Regions from separate parts of the Mus musculus genome. Here region 1 is linked to region 2. A link is a contact called in public promoter capture Hi-C data. All regions are on one chromosome and are shown on one strand. The core of a region is the stretch at or near the end of the contact, and the rest is flanking DNA. Distances in the headings are between cores, read along the strand shown.

Region 1 (4,134 bases), core at 1,278-3,777, 2.4 Mb before region 2:
TGGCCTTTGTGAGAGGTGGCAAGTGCTGCTCTAAGGCAGACTTCGTGCCTAGCATGTGGATTTGTGCACATTTCACACATGGATTCCTCTTCTTTTGATATTTCATCAGTCCACAGGTGTGGACAGTCCTTAGAGACCATTCAAGTGGCACTGATGGGTTTCTTTAGTGATTATGTAGATTAGTGTACTATAGAATGTTATTTGAAATCATACAGGTGGCCGCACTTCAGAAGAAGAAGAACATGGGGCTAAGACTTGAATTTCACCTGTGGTTGGGGCTGTGGTCATTATCTTTTTAGACAGAGAGTACGGCAGAACTTGAGCCTCTCAATTATCCACAAACCAGGACCTAACACAAAACATTTACCTGCTGTTCACCTCCAAAATAGCTTAGGGTTTCTCTTTTCTCTTCTTTTCTTTTCTTTTCTTTTCTTTTCTTTTCTTTTCTTTTCTTTCCCTTTCCCTTTCCCTTTCCCTTTCCCTTTCCCTTTCCCTTTCCCTTTCCCTTTCCCTTTCCCTTTCCCTTTCCCTTTCCCTTTCCCTTCCCTTCCCTTCCTTCATCCCTCCCTCCTCCCCCCTCTTTTTGCCCCTCTTTCTTTGCAGTAGCACCAGTTGTGGAAGCCATTGCATCTGGTGGCTTTGTATCACAAGCTGAAATAAATATAGCCTATCATCAGCTAGGAGAGCATAAATGCTGGTGCTTGATTTCTTAAGCATTTATGAAGCCCTCCTTCCACGCAGACACAGCCACAGCATCCCTGCACTAATACAGTCCCGTGCTCACTTCATAAACTGCTCACCACAACTCAAATAACCAGTCAGAGAGCAGAGACGCAGACAGTCTGAGAAAATGGCTTTTTTGTGGCCGTTGTTTTCGCTCCCTCTCTTGGACTAGGAGGTGGATGAAAGAAAACCTTGTCTTCGCAATTGTTTAAAGATATCTAGCTATTCTTCGTTTCAGTTGGGGGCTTCTTTTCTTTTTTTTTTTCTAAAGTGCTCAGTTTCTTTCCAGTTATCGTCACACCGAAAACCTGCATTTGCTCTGCACCCTGCAAATATTTGCTTCCGTGCTGGGAGGCGTATTGTAATTGGCCAAACACTGCTTTTAGCTGTCCCAGGACTACTGGAAACATTAGACAGAACTGCTGAGTAGCAGGAATGCCCTGGTCTGTGTAATGGGAAGCTCTTGGTTCTCCTCATCTTAAGTGGCCCAGTAGCATCACCACCGATTACAGCCCCTTGCGCTTATTTATGTGGTGTCTCAGTTTAAAAGGTGGTTTTACAAATGGAGCGGCTCCATTAGACTGAGCTGGGAATTGTTCTTTCCTGCTCTTGCTGAGGCCTACCATCAAAACTGATGACACACCTAGGGGAGCAATCCAGTTTTGCCCTGTTTCTCTCTACGCCACCTCCTCTGTCCCTGGGGTACTCTGGTGAGAAAGAGATGAAGTAAATTTATTGCTGGGAGGGAGGAGGATTTTCTTCCTGTTTGCCTTTCAGTTAAGAGATGAGCAGTGGGGCCTGGGAAGACGGAGTAGGAGCTGCGCACATCTCCGGCAGACCTGCCGCCCTCTTGTAGTTTATTTGGAATAACACAGGAAATTTGATTTGCTCTGCCTAAGGACAGAAGTTGCAAACGTCTAGATTTCTGCTCTTGGGAGCTTGCAGCGTCTTCAGGCAAGGAAAACAGCACTCCTTGGGGAATAGTGTCCTTTCAGGTCTGAGCTGGTTTATAAGCTAGGTGAAGATGAACTCTTATTCTCCCCAAATGGTTTGGCTTTGCTGTAAAGCCCCCATTCCCACCAGGAACAGAGAACAAACCGACGTGGAGCTGGCGTTGCTAAGTTGACTTTCCTATTGCCAGTACCCTCTTTTGGAAGGGTGCTGGCTTTGGGAGTGGTGAGGGAGAGTCATTGGCAAGTGACCTGAAACTCTGCAGCGGCGGCTGTGTCTAGCTCCTTCTCTCCTTCCAGGGAGAAGCTGCAAGTGATTGGGAGGAGCCCTGCCTGGCTGGGAGTTGCCATCCTGCCTTCCCACCAGCTTCTAGCCTGCCTGGGGGGGGGGGGGGATGATTGTGGAGGGTAGTTGTTGGTACCTGTGGGGCGTGTGAGTGGACCCGGCCTTGATCCTGGGGAGTTATAGTTCTCTCTTGATATTGGTTGGCCCACAAGAACCCCGGATGCTAAAGCTATTTCCACTTTGTCACTAAGCTAGCCTGAAAATAGCCTCATTTTTGTAGTAATTCCAGACAGAGAGGGAACGTGCAGTAGCCAAATGAAGAGCCAATGAATATGCTTAATCTAGTTTCAGTATGTACTTTTTATTTTCTCTATAAGCTGGGTATGGTGGCACACATCTGTCGTCATCTCAGCCTTTGGGAGGTTGAGGCAGGAGGATTGCAAGCTTAAAGCTGGTTTGGGCTATATGAAACTCTGTCTCAAAAAAAGGTGGTGGTGGTGGTGGTGTTATATACTCCTTGTGAGTCATTCGAGAGTGGGTGCTGCAGACGGGCGGTGGGAGTCTTCCCAGTGAACAAGGCTGTTTCTGTGCTTCCGTGTCCTCAGCTTTCTGCCTGTGCTTCCATCTCGCTCTGAAGTTAACTTTATGTCCTTGAGAACCAGCCTTGAGTGCCTGCCCTGGCTGGCTGATGGCTGTCGATTGACTTTCCCACAGTTGGCTTTAACAGTGAGTGTGTCGAGGTTGGGGGGTAGACCAGGGTGGCTGGTCTGCTGAGGGGAGGGTGGGCAACCCTTCAGTTGTCCCCTGGTTCCTTTACCCAGTCGGCGTAATGCTAAATGAAGGTTCCCCCTTGCAAAGCCCAGGGATAACTGCTGAGACACTGGCTTTCTTCAAGATGTTTGCTGTCCCTGGAAGAGCTTGTTATTTAGGAGTTGGCTCACTTTGTTCCTCCTGGATGCTCCATCCGACTCGATGAATACAACTTAAGTGGTGTCAGTTAGCATTCTGCCACGTTCATCAGCACTTCACTACCATGTTGCTAAGCCACATCTCTCCTAAAATTTAGTTTATTACTGTCATGCATGTGTGTGAGATGTGTGTGAGTGCAGGTGCAAACGTGCCACAGTGTGTGTGTGTGTGTGTGTGTGTGTGTGTGTGTGTGGTCATGGGCAGAGAACAACTTTTGGGAGTGGGTACTCACTCTCCTTCCACCTTTATTTAGGCTCCAGAGATGGCTAGTACACCACTGTTTATTGTCCCTCCAGGGCTCGTTCCTTCTGTAAAGAGTAGGTCTCCCGTTGAGCTGGGTCCCTGGGAAGATCTGTGATCCCCACTGCCTGGGAGGCTGAGGCTGGAAGAAGACGGAGAACTCAAGGCCTGCCTGGGCAATTTAGTGAAACCTGTCTTGGAATAGAAGTGAAAAGGAGGTGGAAACATAGCTCAGTGGGAGAGTGCTCAGCGCAGCCCAGTCCCCAGCACAAGCAAACAGGGTTAGAGCATAGATCGGTTTCAGCAAAGGCAGACAACAGGAAAAAACCAGGTTGAAGGTACATTTATAAATCTGAAAACAGTTGAGATGTTTAAAAATGAACTATTTTAGTTTAATTCTTAAAATAGTAATGGAGCATGTTATAATGGAGGAGATAAAAAAAGGCCGAATTAGAAAAAGACCACAGAGGTTTAAGAACTTTGCCACATTAGTGGAAAATTGAAATTTTTCTGAATGACCTAAAATGATGTGGGAAAAACATTAGGTAGAGAAACTCTGGCTTCCTAGGAAGGGCTACAGGAAGGCTACAGGCAAGGCTACAGGCAAGGCTACAGGAAGGCTACAGGCCATACATAGATGGCCTGGCCTGATTTTAGCTAGGAAGGGCTACAGGCAAGGCTACAGGCCATACATAGATGGCCTGGCCTGATTTTAGCTCCATTTGAGCTGTGTGCGGTGTGCATGGGGTGTTGAGAGTTTCTCTCCTTAAACTAATACTTGAATGTCTCTCTAGTGCTTGGAGTCTAAGTATTCCTTCACTTGATTATGAAAACAATACATGACTATGTCTGAAAATTTGCAACACTGGGGACAGGAACAAAGAATAGGAACCCTGCCTGCCACATCCTAGAGATGACAGTGATGAGTTTGGTTTTGGTTTGTGAACTTTGGTAGTAAGTCTAGAG
Region 2 (4,053 bases), core at 1,295-3,794:
AATTTTAGTTAATTCCAGATGTAGTAAAGTTGACAAAAAAGAATATTCCTTACAATATTTTAAACATAGGGAATCATCAATGTCACTGGAGATAACTATTAAAATGTGATTTTTGAAATCTTTACTTAAAGATACATTTTGTTTTGGTGATACATTTTAGACAGGGTCTCACTCTGTAGCTCTGAGTGGCTTGGAACTTGCTATGTATACTCAGATGGCCTCAACCTCAGACATTTGCCTACCTGTCTGCTGAGAGCAAGGCTTATTAGACTTCATTTGTTTTTTGTTTTAAACTGTGAAATAAACCCTCATTTGTGAATTGTTACCATCTATCATTTGGAGAATTTCAATCTTGTAACATGACCAGCTGAACTATTGATTGGGTCATGGCACATGTTGAGAAGTCCAGAGGCCCAAGACAGAATAAGAATTTGTCACTAATTCAAGCAGAGAAATGAATATATATACATTTATTTATCTTCACCACCATCTAGTTTAGTTCTTTAGTATTTTTGCCATCTGTATAGGAAGTTGTCTATACCAACCCTGTGATCAAGTTTCATCTCTAGAGAAGATGATAATGGTGTCTTTATGGCTGGGGAACTGTGAATTTCCGTGTTTAGCTGCACATGTTGTGATAAATTGCAATACGTACTCCACAGATTCATAACTTTCTTTCTTCTAATATTTGGTGTTGCTAGCCTTTTGGTGATAAAAGTGTAATGCAAGACTCCATGCTAATGGGCAGATTAAATTGAGTTCAGTCATCATCAATTATATCAATAACCATCTAAGATAATGGAACTTATTGAGCTTTTAAAATACTAACATCTCAGCATATGACATCCTTCAGTTATGCATGCCACAGTGAATGCCAGGGTTGGGAAATGCCTACAACGTTGCAGAAAACAGTGTGTGTAAGATGTGTTAGCCATGTTTTGTTCTTCTAGAACAAAATCTATTATGTCATCTTCACACGAACATCCATAGTTGCAAATCTGGTTCAGTTGTCAAAAGAAAAACCATTCAATTACATACATAGCACGGGCCTGCAATAAACATTTTCCTGTGCCCTTCGGTTCAGTACAGCTAGGGGCTGTAAAGTCTAGGACTACACTGACATCTAGAGGAAAGCGGCCCTAAGCACAGAGCTTTTCCAACGACTTTACAAGTTTCCTGGCTCAGTTTTCAATTTTATTATTAATTTTTGCCATGCATCTTTGCCATTCTCTTGTTCTCTAAGCTGACTATGAATTTATTTATTTTTTTTACAGAAATACTCTGTCCTAAAAAGCATAGACTAATGCAGAGAAAAAAGAAAGAAAACCAAAAATTCCCACCCGTTAGTGAACTAAGATTTCGTACAAAGATGAAGTGAATCTTTGTCACTTTCCGACCTGTCTTTGCTGGGATTAAAGTAGCTGAAAGGTGCTAAAGAAATACCTGAATAGTTCATATTGTTGTCCTTCCTATAGAATTGCAGACCCCTTCAGCTCCTTGGGTGCTTTCTCTAGCTCTTCCATTGGGGGCCCTGTGTTCCATCTAATACCTGACTGTGAGCATCCACTTCTGTGTTTGCCAGGCACTGGCATAGCCTCACAAGAGATAGCTATATCAGGGTCCCTTCAGCAAAATCTTGCTGGTGTATGCAATAGTGTCTGCGTTTGGTGGTTGATTATGGGATGGATCCCCAGGTGTGGCAGTCTCTGGATGGTCCATCCTTTCGTCTCAGCTCCAAAGAGGCCCCTTGGTCTTGCAAACTTTATATACCCCAGTACAGGGGAACACCAGGGCCAAGAAGTGTGAGTGGGTGGGTAGGGGAGCAGGGTGAGGGGAGGGTATAGGGGACTTTTGAGATAGCATTTGAAATGTAAGTGAAGAAAATACCTAATAAAAAATTGGAGAAAAAAAGAAATACCTGAATAAAATTCACTTTACTGCTTTAAAACTATGTATAGTGATAATAAAATTATTAGGACAAAATGTTAATATATACATACACACGTGCACACACACATATATACATATATCATACTTATATATACATATACACATACATATCATAACATGTATATATATACACACATACACACATACGTATACATATACATATACGTCATATAAATTCACATACACATACACTCCAACAATTTGGTACGTGTGCTATGTGTAGATGATCTGTTAGAATGCTTTCATATATTTTAAATCTAACCCGGAGTATCAGTTAAGGAAGTACATCTCCTTAATTTAAAAAGACAGATATGCATAAGCCGACTCGGTCTCAAACGTGTATTTTAGAGATGAAATTGAAACATTGTGGTTTCAGTATGGACGTAGGGAAGAGCTGAATGTTTTCCTTAGTCCAGGAACATAGAAATACATTGAGCTGGGCAAGATCTATTCTGAGGTTGCCTCTCAAAACCCTGGAAGCACCAAACAGGCAGCCGGTGCAGCGCGCAAAGGAGGCTTCTGGAAGGAATGCTGCCAAACCCAGGCGCTCCATCATGATTTGCATAAGTGCAAGCGCAGTTCCTCCTGCGTTGTAGTGCTGCACCCCAGACGCTGGGAAGCAGCTGAAGCAGCAGATGACCGTTTACTTTGCCAGAGCGCGTGAAGCAGAGAACATCCCCACATTACTCACTAAGTAATGAGGAGGGGACTGAGAAGCGTTCCGCGGTTCTGACGGGCCTGCCAGTTAGCCCCTGGGCTCTGCTTTGTGTGCTCCACACACAGCAGAGGCTCTCAGGAGGTAATGCAAATGAATCAACAGACAGCGAGAGGTCCCAGCAGCAGCAGGCAAGGTACCGCCTATGCAACAGGGCGTGATGACAGATAATTAGCTGTGACATGCCCTCGATGGCACTGGGAGGAGAGCATTCAGTTGGAAATCAGCGTGCTACAAGCTATGGCAAACCTAGAGATCAAACTTTGCAGCATACATATATATATATATATATATATATATATATATATATATATATATATATATATATTTACAGATGATTGTTTAAAAAATGTAGTTATCACTGAACTTCGTAGAACCTCTTGAAGTTTATTAAGTTCTTTTACATTAAAGCCCATACACCATCACTACAGATACACAACATACATTCTTACTTTGAGTGTTTACAAATTTATTTTTGTTTTGTAGAGCTGTCCTTATTTTAAATATAAGAAAACGGTCGCTTAGAGAAGTTATGAACTACTAGAGGACCGGCAAGCCAGTGGGGCACGCCTTTAACTTTGGCACTCAGGGAGCAAAGGCGGGCGGAGTTCCAGGCCAGCCTGATCGATGTGGTGAGGGAGTCTGAGACAGTTAGGACTAAGATGTTGGCATTTCTACATGATTTTATTTTTCTTCTTAAAAGCTGCTTGTTTGTTTGTTTATAAAAAACATTCTAAAGGTCACTACTAGAACTGGGAAAGTTTTGAACTACACATTAGAAAGGAGTGTTCTATTTCTGTCAAATTTCCTTTCCATTTCATTATGTATAGTAAGAGAACTTTCCTGAAAAAACATTCACAGGGGTGACACAACTGAAACAGGAATAAAGGGCCCAAATATCATCTACTTACTTCTATTCTTGCTCAGGAAACACACCACACACACACACACACACACACACACACACACACACACACACGAATAGTAATAGCGAAAACATATGTGCAAAATGTAGTACCAGTTAAACCTACCTATAACATTTTTGAGGGTGCATTATATTCTTGCAAACGTTCCACACACTGGAATTTTCTTAAGAAAGCTAAACATGGATCATAGGTCAGTTTTTCTTTGAAAGCTTTAGATATTTGTCTACCAAATTAACCATTCCTTTCAATATCTGTATGCTTAGCATAGGCCAAGTGGGTCTGATTCCCACGCCCGCCTAGCCCTTTCAGCTTGGTCACAACCATCAGTGTCTTTAGTCGGTCAGGCTCATCTATTGTCTGTGGATGTACTTGGATGCTGTAGCACCCACCTTTCATTGTGCGCCCGGAAGAGCCTGATGACCATGATGAAGGAGCGTAATTATACAAGAAACGGGGACACAT

What was found. Promoter capture Hi-C pulls out the DNA fragments that hold promoters and counts their contacts.
Region 1: a promoter capture Hi-C map of hippocampal neurons shows a contact between it and region 2, with 3 times the contacts expected there. The contact joins two enhancer-like sites. A contact is called at or near these places in 3 of 39 promoter capture datasets (cranial neural crest, hippocampal neurons and liver) and 1 of 115 datasets of contacts at active chromatin or transcription factors (astrocytes).

What each region holds. Positions count from the first base shown.
Region 1 is chr4:83,277,789-83,281,922 of GRCm38.p6, reverse strand. The region is part of intron 2 of Ttc39b (tetratricopeptide repeat domain 39B); the gene reads left to right. Among named protein-coding and RNA genes, the nearest start is that of Gm42307, 4.6 kb to the left of the region's middle. Within about 2 kb of position 2,527, at least 21 of the 459 cell types and tissues checked have an H3K27ac peak or open chromatin away from gene starts, as enhancers often do. A contact at or near this core is called in hippocampal neurons, where this site is marked.
Region 2 is chr4:80,863,317-80,867,369 of GRCm38.p6, reverse strand. No RefSeq gene overlaps it. Among named protein-coding and RNA genes, the nearest start is that of Tyrp1, 31 kb to the right of the region's middle. Within about 2 kb of position 2,544, at least 95 of the 459 cell types and tissues checked have an H3K27ac peak or open chromatin away from gene starts, as enhancers often do. A contact at or near this core is called in hippocampal neurons, where this site is marked.